Linked DNA regions of Mus musculus: region 1 is linked to region 2. The links are chromatin contacts, called in public promoter capture Hi-C maps. All regions are on one chromosome and are shown on one strand. The core of a region is the stretch at or near the end of the contact, and the rest is flanking DNA. Distances in the headings are between cores, read along the strand shown.

Region 1 (3,927 bases), core at 583-3,082, 200 kb before region 2:
CCAATGACCTAGGGGAAAGCCAAACACTGTTCTACTGAAAGAGCAACAATAAAATGACCCCTGTGACCTTCTACTATCCTCATAGATCAGTGTCCTACTCATCCATCACCAGGGAAGCTTCCTCCTGAATCAGCTGGGAACAAATACCGAGACCCACGGGCAGACAATAGGCAGTGAGAGACCTTGGAACATTCAGCCCTAAATGGGATGTTTGTATCAAACAAATCCACTCCCTTGGGGCTCTGGGAACTCGGTGGAAGAAGAAGCAGAGAGTGTAAGAGCCAGGGGAAACGGAAGACGCCAAAGAATCAAGACCACAGCAGGACCGATCAATGTAGACATGACCTCGCAGAGCCTGAGGCAGCCTGCGCAAGGCCGGCACAGGTCTGCCTCAGATGGGATCCTAGAGCTGAAGGGAGAAGTGGACACACGCCCCCATCCCTAACCCAGAAGCCGTCTCCAATCAATACAATTGAAACACACTTGCAAATTAAGTTTTATCACTGGAGAAACAAACTACTCCTAATCGTAGGCTGCCAGCCCAGCAGTTGATGGCCAGCAGAAAAGGCCGGTAGCACCTGTGGAGGTCCCTTGGCTCATAGCCTGTGTCAAGGCTTGTTTTTAATCTTATAGTTTTAGTTTTTATGTTTATTTTATTTTTATTTTCTCTCTCTCTCTTTTTAATCCTACATGTCCTTTGTGTATATTTTTTGGCTTGGAGGTTCTTGGTCTCATTATGTTAAGTCGGGTAGTTTTTATTTTCTACATTGCCAGTCATATACATTGGCTTCTGGTTTTTTATGGGATTGCTAAGTGTGCAAACATGTGTGTCTCAGCATCTTGTGCTTTTTCGTTGGCTCTTGTTCTTGCTTGTTTTTTTTTTTTTTTGTTCATACTTTAATTTGTTTGTTTGTTTGTTTGTTTTATCTTATTGTATTTTCTTATTTCTCCTTAGATGTCTATTTGTTTTCTAATGAGAGATAGAAAAGTTGAGAATCCGGCATTCGAAGTAGCATCTGCTGGGTGTGCTCCTCTGCATACCGAATTCTCCCAGGCTGCAGCCCTTCATGACCCACTCCCAGTATTCTCGCGTCCACAGGGAGCTAGTTCCTGCCTTTCCAAGTGTCATGGTTGCACAAGTTTGTCGTACGAGATGGTGTGCATAATCTACATATCTCCCCCCAGATGACTCAAATCATGTCTAGACCTTTGCGCTACTCAGCCCAATGTGGGCGTTATGCAAATGACTGCTGAGTACCGCTTTTCCCAGAAAGTTTTCCATTCGAGGTTTTCTGCATTCACAGATAAGGAGCCCACAGGGACAGAGGAACAGCCGAACTCATTAACCTCCCTACAGACATTAAGCTCCTGGGGAGAAGCCCTCCTTTCTCTCACTTGTCTTCTCCAAAACCTCAGTAAGAAGACAATAGCAAAGCCCGCCGTGAAAATCTGAGGCCTAACCAGATGGATGCAGATGTTCACGCTTACAATTAAGTGCGAAAGTTCTTAGACACAAATCCACGTCCTAAAGGGCTCCTTATGTGTAGTCTCCAGAAATAACTTTTCTGTGTGATCATACAGAAATACAAATGTGTGTGCCGGCGAAGTCCAAAGAGAAAAGCCCTGCGAGAAAAGCCCTGCACGGTGCACTGTGGGTCACATTCTTCTTACAAGATATTTCGCATGTAAGTGTCTCTTCCCAGTGTTAATTATAGAAAATATTTAAGCTTGTTCTTTCTCTCATTATCTCATTACCAGGCACTGTGTGGAAATGAGCCAGTTTCCCTAGACTGGAAGCGCGCGTTACACCGATCATCAAACAAAATGGCCACCAGAGGGCAGTGCAGACCTATGAGTTGATTCCCCCACCCCACTCCAACCTTCCCTCCCTCCAGCCCAAACTCTTTCTGCCAGGAAGAACTCTAGATAAGGGAAACTGCTGGAAGGGGAAATGTTTCCCAGTTCTTGCTTGTATTCTCAAGGCTTCCCGCCTCTCTCTCTAGCTCCTTGGGTTAAAAACCGTGCTCATGCCATGGCCTGTTGTAGGCCTCCCTCTGCTCCTGATGCAAAAGGTATAACCAAATGACAGACTAGGCTTTTTCCACCACCATGCCACCTGAAAAGCTCACAAGGCTGACCTCTAACCCCAACCCCAGTCGTCAGTGAGTGCTGCCTTATGGCCAGGGAGCAATCAGTCACAGGGTTCATGTGCCCGGGCCACTTTGTGAGACTCGGATCTCATGCAAACATCTCCCTAGATTTGAGTGTGTGCTTCCCACCCGAGATGAGCCCCATCTGGTCCTTAGGCACCCACTCAAAGTCGAAATGGGAAACATTAGAAGGCCAAGGGTAGATCCTATTGCTTAAGTGAACCACAGAGGGAGTGTTTACTTATGTCTGTCAAAGATCACAGACCGGTCTGTCCTAGCCCTCTCTCTAACTCTGCAGCCCCCTGGCTTCAGTGGAAAGTTTCTTTTCCAGCAGTGTCCTTAGGGGCAAATAGAAGCTGGGAATAGGAACCTCTTTCCAAGCAGGGACCTCCTCCATTATATAAATGTTTCCAGACCCTTATTCTGAAGCCTGGATCTGCCCACTCCTTCCTGGAGGATTGAAGAATCCAGGTTCTTTCCAAAGAAATCTCCCAGTTTCTATCTTCCCTGGGCTAAGGCCATCCAATCTGGAGGCAAGAGCCTCTGACCTTCAAACCAGTTGCAGAGCGCTTTAATGGAAGAAGTCCTGTGGTTCTGAGCATGTGCGGTCTATCTCTACCAACCTGATCCAAAGAGGACTGTAAAACCACCACCACCCACCCATCCTCCTATAGAGCCACTTAGAAGAGATTTCCAGGTGGTAGCCCTTGGGAGGCCACATGAGTCTACGCTTTTTCTGGGGAGGCTACTCTTGTTCCTACAAGCAAAATGGCCTGCCCATCCAGCCTGAGCAAGGGGTGGCTCAAAACAAAGCTACTCGACTTCTAAACAACGAATACAGATACTTTGTAGCCCAATCATCATGAGCCTTTAACAGCACTTGACACAGGCAACCACACCTGGTTATTGGGGTCCTCCTTCTCAACTCCCCTGTCAATGTACTTTCTTCCTCTGTTGATGGGCTTGAGTCTCATTATCTGTCTGTTGTCAGCTCCTTGGTGGCTTTCTCTGTGTCCCAGAAAAGCCCCCAGTCTGCTGTCTCGGGATCCTCTCTACAGGGAGGATGGATAAAGTGCTTCATCAAAAGGCCCAAAGGGGGATATTAAAGACCTGGAGACAAGAAAATCCGGAGACCCAAGGCTGTGTGGCTAGGATGGTTATTAGAACTGGTTGCTGCTTCAGTTTCAGGGACCACCAAAATGCCAAGCGCACTGTCTGAGAGCACTCTCTTTACTACTGCCTGTGATTGTCAGCCAAAATCATTCTATGCAGGCAAATGGAACAGAGGTGACAGAGGGGTTGGAAACCCTGGAAATGACGACACAGGGACCAGCTGTGGGCAGGCAGATCAACTTTACTTAGGATGATTTAAGGCTTCCATAACTTGGGGGGCTGAGAGATCAGAATATCCAGGGTGGGCAACAGTCACTGGCTGAAGGTTTAAGATACTGAGATAACTCACTAGCCTGGAGAGGCATTCCAGGAATCTCAGGCGCTAGCTGAACAGCTTCTGATCAGGAGAAAGGAAGTTGAACCTGTAATCTGACTAAGGCTTTATGATATTTTGTAGGTAAAGGTTGTGGGGGGTGGGGGGAGTCTGGGCTCCCCAAAACAAGGTCAGAGAAAGTGGAAGCCCAGCTAGCAGGGAAGGGAGTCCTCCATTTTGTTCTGAGACCAGAAGGCTATCCAAACAATGATAGACTTTCATCTTAATTCACAGGGCAACAACTGACAGTGGAATTTGGTTCTGGGTGAGCACTCACTTTGGTGCTGAGAG
Region 2 (4,155 bases), core at 143-2,642:
GTTAAGAGTGATTGCTGGAAATACTGAGGACCAGAGTTCAAATCTCAGCACCCAGGGAATAAGCCAAGTGTTTCACATATGTATTGCTGGGGCTTGCTGGCCTAGACTATCCAAGAAAACATAAACCCCAAGTTCATCAAGAGACTCCATCTCAAAGATACTGGGTGCCAGGTGGGTGGGTATAGAGGATACCTGCTGCCTTCTTCTGGCTTCCATAGTATGAATAGGTATGCACACACATGCGCCACACACATACATTGTAAACACGAATCAATGAATGTTTTTTTAAGTGATCCTAGGGCTGTGGCAGCAGCAGCAACCAGTAACTACATAGGAATTCACATCCTCAGGCCTCCTACAAAGGCCCTGGTTGACCTGGACGTTCCAGTTCTAACATATTCCTCAAAGGAAGCCAAAGTCTACAAGCCTAGAACCTACGTTCTGGGGCAAGACTCCCCAGTGAGTAACCTAGAACTCACATAGGTTTCCCCTAGCCATCCCATCCCGGGGATGGATGGTGCCTGGGACCCCTAAGAGCCCCTAAGCCTGATGTTCGGAACCCTGACTATTTGTATGCTACACAAACAGTCCTCTTTCTCTCTGTGACCAACACTGAGAAGCACTTCTGAAGATGCCATCGCTCTGCCTCATCCGAGCCCCAGACAGGGAGCAGAAGTGAGAGCAGGGAAAGCCAGGCCCCACTCCCCAGGGCAAGCTGCTCTCCAGCACTCATCAGGCATCACTGGGGGTGGGGAATGGGTTTGGGATCCTCCCAAGAGACAAAAGCACCAATAGAACAGGTCCAAGCCCACCCTCCATGATGATGATCATGAATTGTGCTCCGTGCCAGCCATCTCAGGCAAGAAGTTACCCTCAAGGTAGGCCAAAACTCTGAGCCATTCTCAAACAACTGCCCATCAGACTGAGCTCAGAAAGCCAGTCAAGGCTGGGCTGGCGGGGGGGGGGGGGGGGGGGCGGCGTGTGTGTCTGCTTGGCCAATCGGGAGCCATCTAATGTCAAAGGAGAGCAGTGAAGGACTAAGGGGTACTACTGGTGAGAGGGGTACAAAGATAAAGTCAAAAAGAGTCTCAAGAAGCATCCCAGTCCAAAAGGGATAGAAGCTGTGCCTAGGGGCCAGTTGGGGCCCTTCTCCTTCAGAAAGGTCACCCTGTGGCCTCCTCTGCTAGCCTGCATAGGTGCCAAGGCTAGGATCACCTTCTTTCCCCTTCAAAGCCTTCACTCATCACCTTGAATGAGTGGCCCTTTGTACTTGAAAGGACAGGGACCCGCACATGCCCCTAATCCTCTGATGAAAGCAGCCAGCCTATGACCCTGCAGGAATGCTGTCTCCCTGTGGGGGAGGGCAGGGAACTGGCACAATGGGGATGTGCCTGCAGCCCTCCCACTTCCCCTTCCTGATGCTTCCACAGTGCCAAGGCAGTCCTTGCTCTGTTCCCCAGTCCCACTCAAAGGCTTGTTTGTCTACAGAGGGCCACAGGCCTGAACTCCAGGCCTGCCACATGTATCTCAGGTGCTCAGGATCTCAGGGCCGGGCTGTGACTCTGGCCCTAGCTAGGAAACATATTCCTCTTGACATAACACAAGTTACAAGTGCCAAGGACAATGACAGTGAGAGCTAATGCTAGAAAGCACTTAGGAATAGCCACATGGGCTCCAAGCTGTCGTCGTCCCCACTTTACAGATGACCAAGTAAGCCAGATAGGTGAGGTCTAGTGTCTCACAGTCAGCCTGCAGGCTGGCTCCAGAACTCATTCTCAGAACCACACAACATGCACTACGTCCCTGGAAAAGCAACCAGAACCCTGTCTCCCTCCTGAGACGCTCCTCCCTGATTCACTACTGCACACCGAGATCTCCTAGTCTCTTACTGCAGACTTTGAGAAGAGCTGCGCAAACGAGCCAGAGGCTTCTATTCTCGATGGCCCACGGGCCCTAAAGAGCACAGCCCCAGCCTGGTGCACAACAAAGCCTAGAAGAAAGGAATGGGCTTCCCTCAACTCTAGCCTGGGCTGCAGCCTCCCCTAAATGCAGAGTCAGGATGAGGTGTCAAGGACCCACCGAGTGCCTCAGAAACAGGAGCCTCCCTGCTCAGTGTTCTGAGTGAGTGGCTATACCACACAAGGTAGAGAGGTACTGCTGTTGTGGTCACCCACAACCCAGCATGCCCTGACCACCCCATCCCCTCTCCCAATTCTATTCAGTCCTTTAGCTCCTGAAAAGTCAGCAAATTGTCAGCCCAGTGGAGACATCGGCTTCAGTGTAAGCCCCCAGGCCAGTGTCTATCAGCTGCATGGTATTACCTGACCACAGCCTTCTAAATCAGGCCACCCCGGAAGCTGTTTGTCTTTCTGTCCACAGGCTTAATATCCCCAACCAATGCACATCCTGGCCTCTAGGGTGAGTTTTATGAGGTTAGAGGCAGCCCCACTCACTTGGTTCTGATACAGAGCTCAAGAGGAGGGACAAGGTCACTGCAGCTGTCCGCTGGGGCGGTCTTGGTGGTATCTAGGAAGGAAGGGGGAAAAGCACTATGTCATCTCAGGGATAGGCACTGCCATTGCGGCCAGTTTGGGCAACTCCGGAGGCCTACCCCAACCCTTGGGTATGATGGACCCATCTTCATCTTGACTGGATCCTCCCCCCTTCTTGGTCATTAATTCTTACCAAGACAGTGCACTGGCTTCTTACCTCCAGCCTTCACCAAACCCACACCTTTCTTTAGTTATCAAAATATTTTTTCTAAAAGCAATTGTGGTCTCTTTATTCCTCTACCCTAAAACCTCCTATGACACCTGTACTGGCTAGTTTTGTGTCAACTTGACACAGCTGGAGTTATCACAGAGAAAGGAGCTTCGGTTGAGGAAATGCCTCCATGAGATCCAACTGTAAGGCATTTTCTCAATTAGTGATCAAGGGGAAAAGGCCCCTTGTGGGTGGGACCATCTCTGGGCTGGTAGTCTTGGTTCTATAAGAAAGCAGGCTGAGCAAGCCAGGTGAGGCAAGCCAGTAAAGAACATCCCTCCATGGCCTCTGCATCAGCTCCTGCTTCCTGACCTGCTTGAGTTCCAGTCCTGACTTCCTTGGTAATGAACAGCAGTATGGAAGTGTAAGCCGAATAAACCCTTTCCTCCCCAACTTGCTTCTTGGTCATGATGTTTGTGCAGGAATAGAAACCCTGACTAAGACAACACCCTATTGCCTGAAATGCAAATCCAAACATGTCAGCATAGCTTACAGGGCACTTGCATGTGGCCTTAACTTCATCTTCCATTCTTAGTGCCATGGAGTGCTCAAGGCCCACAGCCCTCTCTTACAGGATGGCCAGGCTAGCATCACTCTCCGGCCACCCATGATGATCCCAAGAAGGTATGTTAAGGCTGGTTCTGGAGCAGCCTGGAGGCTCCCTGAAGAGATGCATTTGGGTGTCTCACCAACAGTCAGACGTATCTCCTCCTGCTGGTTGGCCAAGCCGTCATAGTAATACAGGTCAAAAAGCCGCTCAGACCTCCAGTCGCACAAGAGCTCTGGCTGTAGGCTGAAGAGGATGCTGAAGTGGCTCTCACTGCAGACCACCCAGATGGGGAACCTTGGCGTCTTTAGGAAGCAGCCAACCTGAAGGACAGAAAGACCTGAGGTAACATGCTGACCAGCTGAGGGGAGGCTTGCTTCCCAGAGATCCTTGCTGTGATGTTAGGAACCCTGCCTGCTGCCCAAACCACAGGCCTACCTTCTAGAGCTGACTACCCCACATCAAGGATCACAGCGAACTCACACACAATCCCCTACACACACACACACACACAAACACACCCATTGGTCCACGTCACAACCTAGTCAATTAACTCTCTCTTCTCCTTCAGTCTCTCACACACCTCACTTGTGTGTGTCTCAGCCATGGCCTCCTGCTATTTGCTGAGCTCCTCAGTCACTCGGCTCACGAGTCCCTGAGCTTTCCCATTCTTTGTCCTCCCTTCTGAGAGCTTTATCACCTCAACTGCTCAGTCAGAGAGCAGGTTATCGTTGGCTCCTTCCAGTTTCTAGGGTCATGTCACTGAGCAACTGCCCCCCTCAACCTTAGCACCATAGTGCATCATTTGCCTTGTGACACCGCTCAACACGTGCACTGCTACCATG

What was found. Promoter capture Hi-C pulls out the DNA fragments that hold promoters and counts their contacts.
Region 1: a contact with region 2 is called in a promoter capture Hi-C map of neural stem cells. The contact joins two enhancer-like sites. A contact is called at or near these places in 3 of 39 promoter capture datasets (the 3T3-L1 cell line, hippocampal neurons and neural stem cells).

What each region holds. Positions count from the first base shown.
Region 1 is chr6:55,509,851-55,513,777 of GRCm38.p6, reverse strand. No RefSeq gene overlaps it. Among named protein-coding and RNA genes, the nearest start is that of Gm34441, 25 kb to the left of the region's middle. Within about 2 kb of position 1,832, at least 21 of the 459 cell types and tissues checked have an H3K27ac peak or open chromatin away from gene starts, as enhancers often do. A contact at or near this core is called in neural stem cells, where this site is marked.
Region 2 is chr6:55,307,633-55,311,787 of GRCm38.p6, reverse strand. It overlaps Mindy4 (MINDY lysine 48 deubiquitinase 4), which reads right to left. Exons shown (of 18, transcript NM_001142781.1): 16 at 3,453-3,633; 17 at 2,454-2,526. Among named protein-coding and RNA genes, the nearest start is that of Gm38819, 19 kb to the left of the region's middle. Within about 2 kb of position 1,392, at least 5 of the 459 cell types and tissues checked have an H3K27ac peak or open chromatin away from gene starts, as enhancers often do. A contact at or near this core is called in neural stem cells, where this site is marked.